Regions from separate parts of the Pan troglodytes genome. Here region 1 is linked to region 2. The links are chromatin contacts, called in public HiChIP or PLAC-seq maps. All regions are on one chromosome and are shown on one strand. Each heading gives the region's core, a stretch centred on a gene start, on an enhancer-like site or on the middle of the called end of the contact. The rest is flanking DNA. Distances are from core to core; before and after follow the strand shown. Region 1 holds the start of HORMAD2 (HORMA domain containing 2). Region 2 holds the start of AP1B1 (adaptor related protein complex 1 subunit beta 1).

The links. HiChIP or PLAC-seq counts read pairs in DNA pulled down with a chosen protein or histone mark.
Region 1: a contact with region 2 is called in an H3K4me3 HiChIP or PLAC-seq map of stem cell-derived excitatory neurons, with 11 times the contacts expected there. The contact joins the promoter of HORMAD2 here to the promoter of AP1B1 in region 2. A contact is called at or near these places in 1 of 7 Hi-C or Micro-C datasets (stem cell-derived neural progenitor cells) and 1 of 1 datasets of contacts at active chromatin or transcription factors (stem cell-derived excitatory neurons).

What each region holds. Positions count from the first base shown.
Region 1 is chr23:32,207,658-32,212,784 of NHGRI_mPanTro3-v2.0_pri, reverse strand. It overlaps HORMAD2 (HORMA domain containing 2), which reads right to left and starts at 2,916. Exons shown (of 12, transcript XM_063808134.1): 1 at 2,468-2,916. LOC134809720 (a long non-coding RNA gene) reads left to right here and starts at 2,695. Exons shown (of 5, transcript XR_010156102.1): 1 at 2,695-2,831.
Region 2 is chr23:31,534,547-31,539,603 of NHGRI_mPanTro3-v2.0_pri, reverse strand. It overlaps AP1B1 (adaptor related protein complex 1 subunit beta 1), which reads left to right and starts at 3,285. Exons shown (of 21, transcript XM_016938918.3): 1 at 3,285-3,637. LOC112206734 (a long non-coding RNA gene) reads right to left here and starts at 3,466. Exons shown (of 7, transcript XR_002941202.3): 1 at 3,280-3,466.

The DNA of each region.
Region 1 (5,127 bases), core at 1,667-4,166, 670 kb before region 2:
GACAAGGATTATGATCTTCTTGAGAAAGAGGCAATATTTCTGTGCTGTTTCTGGTAAAGATTCACTCTAGGCTTACCTCTTGACCTATATCTCAATTGCCCTATTTTTTTTGTTGTTGTGTATTCATTTTCTTTTCTTTTTTTTTGAGACAGAGTAAAGTGCAGTGGCATGATCTGTCACCTAGGCTGGCATGATCTGTCACCTAGGCTGGCATAATCACAGCTCATTGCAACCTCAAACTTCTGGGCTCAAGTGATCCTCCTATCTCAGCCTTCCAAGTAGCTGAGACTATATGCATGCACCACCATGCCCTGCTAATTTTTTAAAATTTTTTATTTTTGTAGAGTTGGGCGGGCGGGTGGAGGGGGGGGGGTCTCACTATGTTGCCCAGACTGGCCTCGAACTCTTGGCATCTCAAAGTTTTGGGATTACACATATGAGACACCACACCACACCTTCAATTGCCCTATTTTATATGGTGGCACAATTACTTCCTATTTTACCCCTACTACGTGTGAGTCCAAGATTCACATAAAGATTAGCCAGCTGCTGTTTAGTTTACTAAGGCCTAAACCACTTTTTTAACCATTCCAAGTGAAGCAAAAGCCAAAGTTTTATTACATTTTCCCAAATATAATCATAGTTGATTTATGAAGGCTCTCTACCCATCTTTCTCAATCTTCAAAAACCATTTTTTACAAGAAAATCCCTTTTCTATCAGGTGAACACTATCCAATAGCTGGATTCTGAAATGCAACTATATTACCTTCCTTACACATGCATGTTGTTAAGAATGGCTTTACTCAAAAGAAGTGTACGTTAACATAAATGGGTTCAATAGATTCCTAAAGCTGGAAGGGAGCACAGACATCTTCCAACCCCTTTGATTTAAAGAAGATCCAATTCTGTGGAGGAAGAATCTTTTTTTCAGCAAATGATGCTGAAACAAAAGGACATCTGGGGGGTGGGGGGAAGAACAGAGAATTAAAAGAAACTTAACCTAAATCTCACACTGTATACAAATATTAATGCAAAATGGATCATGGATTTAAACCTAAACATAAAACTATAAAGAAAAGGGGCCAGGTGCAGTGGCTCACACCTGTAATCCCAGCACTTTGGGAGGCCGAGGTGGGAGGATCACGAGGTCAAGAGATCGAGACTATCCTGGCCAACATGGTGAAACCCTGTCTCTACTAAAAATAAAAAAAATAAAAAAAATTAGCTGGGCGTGGTGGTGCACACCTGTAGTCCCAGCTACATGGGAGGCTGAGGCAGGGGAATCGCTTGAACCCGAGAGGTGGAGGTTGCAGTGAGCTGAGATTGCATCACTGCACTCCAGCCTGGCACAGAGCTCGACTCCGTCTCACAAAAAAAAAAAGAAAAAAGAAAAGTGAGGCTAAGCAAGGGAACTTGGTTTGCCAAAGTTCGCCCAATTACTTAGACCTTCCAACAGAGCTTGCTTCAATAAATTATTCACCATTTTAACAAATTCCATTTGGCCCTGGTAATTCCCCTACCTGTGCTCATTCAGAGAAAAAGGCTTCCACTATATTAATTGAGTATTTGTTCATGCTCTTTTGACTTTTTAATATCTTTTTCATGCTATTTCAATTATTCATTCATTCAACATCTACGAGGCAACTACAATGTGCCAGGCAACAACATGCAGGATTACGAGATGTAAAATACTGTTCCTACCTCAACAGATTGATGGTCCAATGGAGGAGAAATTAGATTATGATCCTGCTGAGATTAAAAACCCCTTTAGGGGCCAGAACCACCCCTCATTTCTACCAGCTGAGTACACGATGTACTGCACAGCCTGTCCAGTGCCCTGCGTACTCGGACACATTTTGGCGACTGGCTAATCCTGAGGTTCAAGACTCTCTCCCTCTGTTTAGGGAACTAAAGTCCATAGGGATTAATTGGCAAATCCTCACTAAAGTGAAAGGGGAGCTGACGTCAAGGGGGGCAGGGTGTCTTGTCCCCACCTCTCTCACCTCTTGGCCTGTACCAGGCATCGATCCTGGCAGAAAACCTCAATGGCTGGGGAGAATCTGACCCAGGTAAGATAAACTTCCCCAAAGCTCCACCACACACGGCCCCCTCCAATGTCGGGCACAGACATCGTCTGCCCTGCCAGCCTCATCATGGCTCATTATGGCTGCTGCTTGCTCAGCAAGTTTGATTTCATGTCCAGAAAAATCTGAATTTCAAAACTACCTGGGTGCTCTCTGTCCAGTTCTGGGGGAAATCGCCTCCCTTTTGCCTTCCTCCTCAGCCCCCTGCCCTCCCGATTCTCTTCACAGTACTTTAGGCCCTCACGAAATATGATACTTTCAAATCCAACTTAAAGCCTTAAGTAATAAGGAAAGAAAAAAAATTGTTTTTTGACATAAAGACAGAACTAACAACGCCCGAGTGCCCTCTCTGGGCCGAGACCTCGCGTCTCAACAGCCCTCACCTCAGCTCGTCGACGCTTCCCTCCCACCGGGGGTCAACGGCCTTTTCCGGCCCAAACCGGCTCCTCGGCTCATGAATAGTCAACGAGGCCTTTCTGGGCGGGACCAGAGGCTTCCTCATGAATAATTCATGACCCGTCCACGGCTAGCCGGGGCGACCGGCCTCGCTAGACTTCATGAATATGCAAAGCAGGGGCGAACGGCGGCTAGCCGGCCCCTAGCCCGCCCGGCCCCTCAGCAGCCGCCTCTCAGCCACGGGCTGCACACTGACCCGACGCGACCTTCGGTCAGGGGCCGCCAGCCTGGGCCACCTATACAACGACAGCCTGCTCTGGGGCTTCCTGAGGAGGTGCCTGCCCCGCCGAGGTTAGGACCCGAGGGACCGTGGGGCTCGGGCGGGCCAGGACGCCAGGCCGGCGGGTCCCAGAGAGGTCTGAGGCGGGCGCGGGGCGGCGTAGGGGAGGGAAGCGAGAGCCTGGGGGGCCCAGGGACCCGAGTTAGAAGAAGGCCCGAGAAGTGCGGCGCGGTGGCTCCACTTGGGATCCCAGCACTCTGGGAGGCTGAGGCGGGCGCGTCACTTGAGGTCAGGAATTCGAGACCAGCCTGGCCAACATGTTGAAAACCCGTCTCTACAAAAAATACAAAAATTAGCTGGGCGAGGTGGCGCGCGCCTGTAGTCCCAGCTACTTGGGAAGCTGAGGCACGAGAATCGCTTGAGCCCAGGAGGCTGAGGTTGCAGTGAGCCGAGATTCCGCCATTGCACTCCAGCCTGGGCGACAGAGCGAGACTCCGTCTCAAAAAAATTTTAAAAAGTACAAAAATTAGCTGGGCCACCTGACGTGCGCCTGTAGTCCCAGCTGCTCGGGAGGCTGAGGTAGGAGGATCGCTTGAGCCGGGGAGTTTGAGGTTGCAGTGAGCCAAGATCGTACCATTGCACTCCAGTCTGGGCAACAGAGGGAGACCCTGTCTCAAAAATAAAAAAAAAGAAAAGAAAGAAAAAAGACATAAGGCCAGAGCTTTCCAATACTTGAGGGCATCTGCAACCTCTTCATCCCTACCCTGGACCTGACTGCATTCTTTTTAACATTAATTTGTAATTATGCAAATAAAACATAAATATATTCTCCTTTGTGCCCTACCCCTAATCTCAGTTTTTTCTGCCCTGGTAACTGTGGGAGCAGTTGGGGGTGTGGCTCCTTGGATCGTTTCTCACCTGTTTAGGTAGATATTTCGTATCCTGTGGTGCTTTCCAAAGGCTCCTGGAGTCCCATGAACCTCCCCAAGGGGATTTCCCAAGAGAGTAGATGAAAGAGTGAGCCAGTTGAAACCTGTTCTTATTTTGTTTCTGCAGGAAAGAAAAAAAAAAACTATTCAAGTTGGCGAGAACATGAGTTTAGAACATAATGACTAAAACTGAAATTTGGGCTGAAATATTCTTTTAGTGCAAGTTTTCTCAACCTTCTCCCCACCCCCACCATCATAACAACCAAAAATTTCTCTAGACTTTGCCAAATGTCCCATGGGGTGTGCAAAATTGCCCTCTGTTGAGAACTACTGCGTTCACCCTATACTTTCCGGAAGTAACTGCTTTTTAAGCTCCAACCACACAGATGGTTTGTCTGCACCAGCCCTTCTCAGCCTCCGCATTTACCAGCCTCTCTGGCTGGATCACTAGGCCCTCTGTGCTGGCTGTTCTAATTTTCTTCTGCCTTCAGATCTGAGCTCAGTCAACTGCTACCATATCCAAAGACTTACCCCTCTCTGCCCTATACTATTGGCAGTCTACCCCACCAGCAAACACAGTTATTCGTTATTCTGTTTCTTTCATAGAATTTCTCTCAATCTAATTTTTTTTTTTTTTTTTTTTGTGAGACAGAGTCTTGCTCTGTCACCCAGGCTGGAGTGCAGTGGCGTGATATTGGCTCGCTGCCACCTCCACCTCCCAGGCTCAAGTGATTCTCCTGCCTCAGCCACCTAAGTAGCTGGGGTTACAGGCATGCATCACCATGCCCGGCTGATTTTTGTATTTTTAGTAGAGATGGGGTTTCACCATGTTGGCCAGGCTGGTCTTGAACTCCTGACCTCAAGCAATCCACCCACCTCAGCCTCCCAAAGTGCTAGGATTACGGGCTTGAGCCCCCAAGCCCAGCCCTGGACTTCATTTCTTTGATAACCTGTTTTGTTTTTTTCTCTCTACCACCTGGAATAAGTAAGTAAGTGTCATCAGAGGCCTGATCTGGCGGAGTCGCCCCAGGATGCCCAGTGCTGGCACACACAGTAGGCACTCAATAGACATTGGTGGACTGAAATTATAAATTACCCTGTTTTCCTCCGAAGAGCTTCTGTGGAGTTTCTCTTACTCCTTTCCTTCCTCACCATTTGGCAGGCTCCTTGTGACCAAAGGAATGGATTAATAAGCCCCTGTGCCTGGCCCCTGTGCTAGGAGCTGTTGGGTAAAGCCTTTATCTTTACCGCTGGCTTAACTCCTTGAGGTCAAGAGCTGTTATTTTTACTTCTTTTATTATGTTCATTGGAGGTATTCAAATAGATACCTGAATTAACTGTTCCTCAGTGAACATTGAAGGTATTCAAATAGTTGAATGAATGAATCGGTTACTTAAGGAACAACATTAGATAATTAAACATTGACAGTGTTACAGGG
Region 2 (5,057 bases), core at 2,036-4,535:
AAACCTTCTACTTGTCCAGGCATCCCTGGTCCCTCCAACCCAAAGGAACTTCAGTTTTAGCTCTGGACTCCCATAGCCTCCCAGTATGTCCCCTCTCACAGCATCAGTCACTCTTGTGACTTGCTCCTCTGTCACCCCCTCTCCCTGCAAACTGTAGGCTGAGCAAGGGCAGGGCCTTAGCCTCACCCATCTGACTATCCAGCACCCAGCCCAGGGCCTGGCTGAAACCAGAGGCTTGGAAAATGCTTTCTGCAGGACTCAGACACCTGGCTCCCTTGCACTGGGCGTGGGGGTGGGCCCGTGAGGTTTTCCTGCCTCGGCACAGTTCTTTTCTCTGGATTACCCTTTCCTTCTCTCTCAGCCTACGCAACTCTGTTCTCATTCGGCAAGACAGTGCAAATGCCATCTTCCCCAGGAAGTCCTTCCTGAGCCACCCGGTGCTGTGACCTCTCCCTCCTTGGAAATCTTAAAGCTCTGACTCCTTCAACCACTGACTTGCCACTTGCACATAAGCTCTCCAGCTTGATACCTTTAGGTTTGTTGGTTTGTTTTGTTGGATAATTTTTCTCTTCTGATGTTACATTCCCAATGAAATTTTGTTTTCCACTGAGGTGGGTGGCATTTACCAACATCTATCATCAGAGAAGGGCAGTTCCTCCAGAAAGTTGCATATCACACATGCTGCATGGCACATACATACACATAAAATTATTCCAGGCACACAGAGGAAAGATCGTGTGAGGACATAGCAAGAGGGCGGCCATCTGCAAGCCAAGGAGAGAGGCCTCAGAGGAAAGCAGCCATGCCAACACCTTGATCTTAGACTTCCAGTCCCCAGCACTGTGAGAAAATAAATTCCATTGTTGAAGCCAAAAGAAAAAAAAATTCCATTTGTTCCCTGACTACTTTTTTATTTTTATTTTTTTTGAGACAGAGTCTCACTCCGTCGCCCAGGCTGGAGTGCAGTGGTGCAATCTTGGCTCACTGCAAGCTCCACCTCCCGGGTTCACGCCATTCTTCTGCCTCAGCCTCCTGAGTAGCTGGGACTACAGGCACCCACCACCATGTCCGGCTAATTTTTTGTATTTTTTAGTAGAGACGGGGTTTCACTGTGTTAGCCAGGATGGCCTCCCTGACTACTTTTAAAAAGGTTTAAAAATGGAATAAGGTGGCCGGGCACGGTGGCTCACACCTGTAATCCCAGCACTTTGGGAGGCTGAGGCGGGCAGATCACAAGGTCAGGAGATCCAGACCATCCTGGCTAACAACGGTGAAACCCCGTCTCTACTAAAAATACAAAAAAATTTAGCCGGGCGTGGTGGCGGGCGCCTGTAGTCCCAGCTACTCGGGAAGCTGAGGCAGGAGAATGACGTGAACCCGGGAGGCGGAGCTTGCAGTGAGCCGAGATCGAGCCACTGAACTCCAGCCTGGGCGATGGAGCGAGGCTCCGTCTAAAATAAATAAATAAATAAATAAATAAAAATGGAATAAGGTTTGTAATTTAGATAACGGTATTTTACCAACACCACCAATTTCCTGGTTTTGCTATTATACTACAGATATATAAAATGTCACCATTGTGGGAAGCTGGGTGAAGGGTATATGGGACTCAATTTTGGTACTAATTTTGCAATTTCCTGTAAGTCTATAATTATTTAAAAATAACTTTTAAAGGCTTTGAGGCTGATTAAACATAAAATTATATTAAATATAAAAACCAGTAATATCTATATTAGATAGGACGTAGAGACTTAGCAATAAGTGCACTTAGCAGTAAGTGCAAGCTTATTTATTAACAACTTTTTGATAATATTAAAAAAGATGGATAACAACCTCAGGGGATTGTTTTTGAGATTAGCCGTACCATCCACTTAATGGAATACTATGCAGATACTGGAAAGTGCCAAGTAGAAATGTATTTACTATTTTGGGAAACTTTTACCAATATTTTGGTGAGTTAAAAAATACCAACAGTGGCTCATGCCTATAATCCCATCACTTTGGGAAGCTGAGGTGGGCAGATCACTTGAGGTCAGGAGTTCAAGACCAGCCTGGTCAACATGGTGAAACCCCCGCCTCTACTAAAAATACAAAAATTAGCTGGGCACGGTGGTGCATGCTTGTAATCCCAACTACTTGGGAGGCCCAGGCAGGAGAATCGCTTGAACCTGGGAGGCAGAGGTTGCAGTGAGCCAAAATCACGACACTGCACTCCAGTCCGGGCAACAGAGCGAGACCCTGTCTCAAAACAAACAAACAAAAAAAACAAATGATCTATCAAGTCTGGAAGAATATTCACCAAAATATTAAAAGTGATTGTCTTAGGTCAGTGGGATTGCAGATGGTTTTTTTCTTTTTTTTCTTTTTTTTTTTTTGAGACGGAGTCTTGCTCTGTCACCCAGGCGGGAGTGCAGTGGTGTGATGTCGGCTCACTGCAAGCTCTGCCTCCCGGGTTCACGCCATTCTCCTGCCTCAGCCTCCTGAGTAGCTGGGACTACAGGCGCTTGCCACCACACCCGGCTAGTATTTTGTGTTTTTAGTAGAGACGGGGTTTCACCATGTTAACCAGGATGGTCTCGATCTCCTGGCCTTGTGATCCGCCCGCCTCGGCCTCCCAAAGTGCTGGGATTACAGGTGTGAGCCACCATGCCCGGCCATTTTTTTTCTTTTTTTGAGACAGGGTCTGGATCTGTCGCCCAGGCTGGAGTGCAGTGCTGCAATTACAGCTCACTGTAACCTCAACCTCCTGGGCTCAAGCTATTCTCCTGCCTCAGGCTCCCGAGTAGCTGGGACTACAGGTATGAGCCACTGTGTCTGGCTCAAGGTCACTCATCTTAAGAATGGAGGGGTCCAAACTAGAGCTGTAAACCTAGTTTGGACAGAGAGAGACCCCTCTGTAATCCCAGCACTTTGGGAAGCCGAGGCGGGAGGATCTCTCGGGTCCATGATTTCGAGACCAGCCTGAGCAATAAAGTGAGACTCTCTCTACAAAAAATAAATAAGTAAATAATAAGTAATTAGCCGGGCGTAGTGCTGCGCACCTGTGGTCCCAGCTGCTTGGGAGGCTGAGGTGAGAGGATCACCCGAGCCTGGGAGGCGGAGGGTGCAGTGAGCCCAGATCTTCGAGCCACTGCACTCTAGCTTGAGCAACAGAGCAAGACCCCGTTTCAAACAAACAAACAAAAAATGAGTGACCTTGAGCAAAACCCTGCCCCTCTTAGAACCTCAGATTTGCCGTCTTTACACAGAAGATGGACTTCAAAGTCCCTACGACCTTACCCGGCCCCCTCACGCTGAATTAGCTAGCGGGATGGTTTCCCAAGGGCTCTGCGGGAGACTGCAGCATAGCAGCGCCGCGGCTGCCGAGGGGTTAATACCGTTGGGCTCTTCCCCTTTTCTTGCCCCGCCCCACGGGCACCACCCCCGCCAGGGTTGTACCCTTGACCCCGCCTTCAGGCCTTGCGTCCACCGGAAGTACCCGCGCGCGGGCAGCTCACTTCCGCCCGGCAGGTGACAGCCGCGGGGCTCCGAGCCGCCGGCAGCCGGGACGCACCGGGAGAGCGAGAGGTGGAGGCCGCGGACATTTTGGTGCCAAGCCGAACCGAGCCGGGGCGCCGGGAGCTATTGGGACCTGCGGGTGAGGAAGCGGGGACCCGGGCGAGCCAGGAGAAGAAGTGGGGCGAGGAGTCAGGGGTCCTAGGTGAGGGGTTTGCGGGGTCAGAGGTCATGAAGAGGACGCGGCGCTGCAGGGGCGCGAGCGACGTCCCCAGCCAGAGGAGGAGGAAGGGCTGAGGGTTCGTTCATTCATTCGCGCCCACTTGGCCGCCGGCCTGTTCCTCGGCCGCCCCTTATCCGCAGCACCTCCTGGGGCTTCCGCCCGGAGAGACAGGACTTAGGCCCCGAGGAATTCCCCACTGGCCTGAGGGAAAACTCTTCGGGCTCTGATTTCCTCTTTCGGACTCACCTCCATGGCCATCCTGAGGCCTCCTCGTTGTTCAGGGCGTTATCTCTTTGCCAAGGTTGAAAAAGAAGAAAAAAAAACTAGAAAACGGTCCCTTGCCGCCCGCCTCCGGCTAGGCACTGGCTTGGTCTTGTTTGTTGGAGCCTCTAAGACAAGTTAACTGAATGGAGACACCGGTGATAATGCTGCAAAATAACGAGGGAGATGCTTGCTAGTGGCTATCGAGTCCCTTCTGTGTACCGGGCACTGTGCTAAGCACTTTCCTTACAATGACACATTTAAACTTCACAGCAACCTTTGTGGGGATTAAATATCCCTATTTTATCGATGAGGACGCTGAGGCACAGAGAGGTTAAATCCCACATGTAAGGTCATTCGGGTAGTAGAGGCAAGGCCAGGTTTCCTGCCAGGCTGTCAGAGACCTGCAAAGTACAGAGACAAAGGAAAGACTGGAGTAAGGTTGGGGTGTAGGGGATATTTAAGACTTTTAGCCAGACATGGTGGCTCACGCCTGTAATCCCAGCACTTTGGGAAGCTGAGGCGGGTGGATCGTGAGGTCAGGAGTTCAAGACCAGCCTGACCAACATGGTGAAACCCTGTCTCCAATAAAAATACAAAAATTAGACGTGGTGGCGTATGCCTGTAATCCCAGCTACTTGGGAGGCTGAGGCAGGAGAATCGCTTGAACCCAGGAGGCGGAGGTTGCAGTGAGCCGAGATTGTGCGACCGCACTCCAGCCTGGGCCACGGAGTGAGACTCCGTCTCAAAAAAAAAAAAAAAAAAAAAAAAAGATTTTTAGCTGCCGTTGTATTTATTTGGATTTATGTCACGATGTAGCCTTATTGCTTTTTGTCTGATCTTCATAAGGGGCATTCGATTTACTTTCTTTAGGATAAAACAATCCTACAGGCTGTTGCTATTAGTGATACCTTTCAGGGCAAGAGTCTAAGATTTTCCTGACTTTAGGGAACAGTGAGACACAAAACAGGCTATCTGTGAAAACTATTTGAAGATTATCGAGAACTTCTCTTCAGAGTGGTTGAGCTGCATTCGTTTTGGTCTAAAAAGAGAGGAACCACATGACCTCTAGGGGATC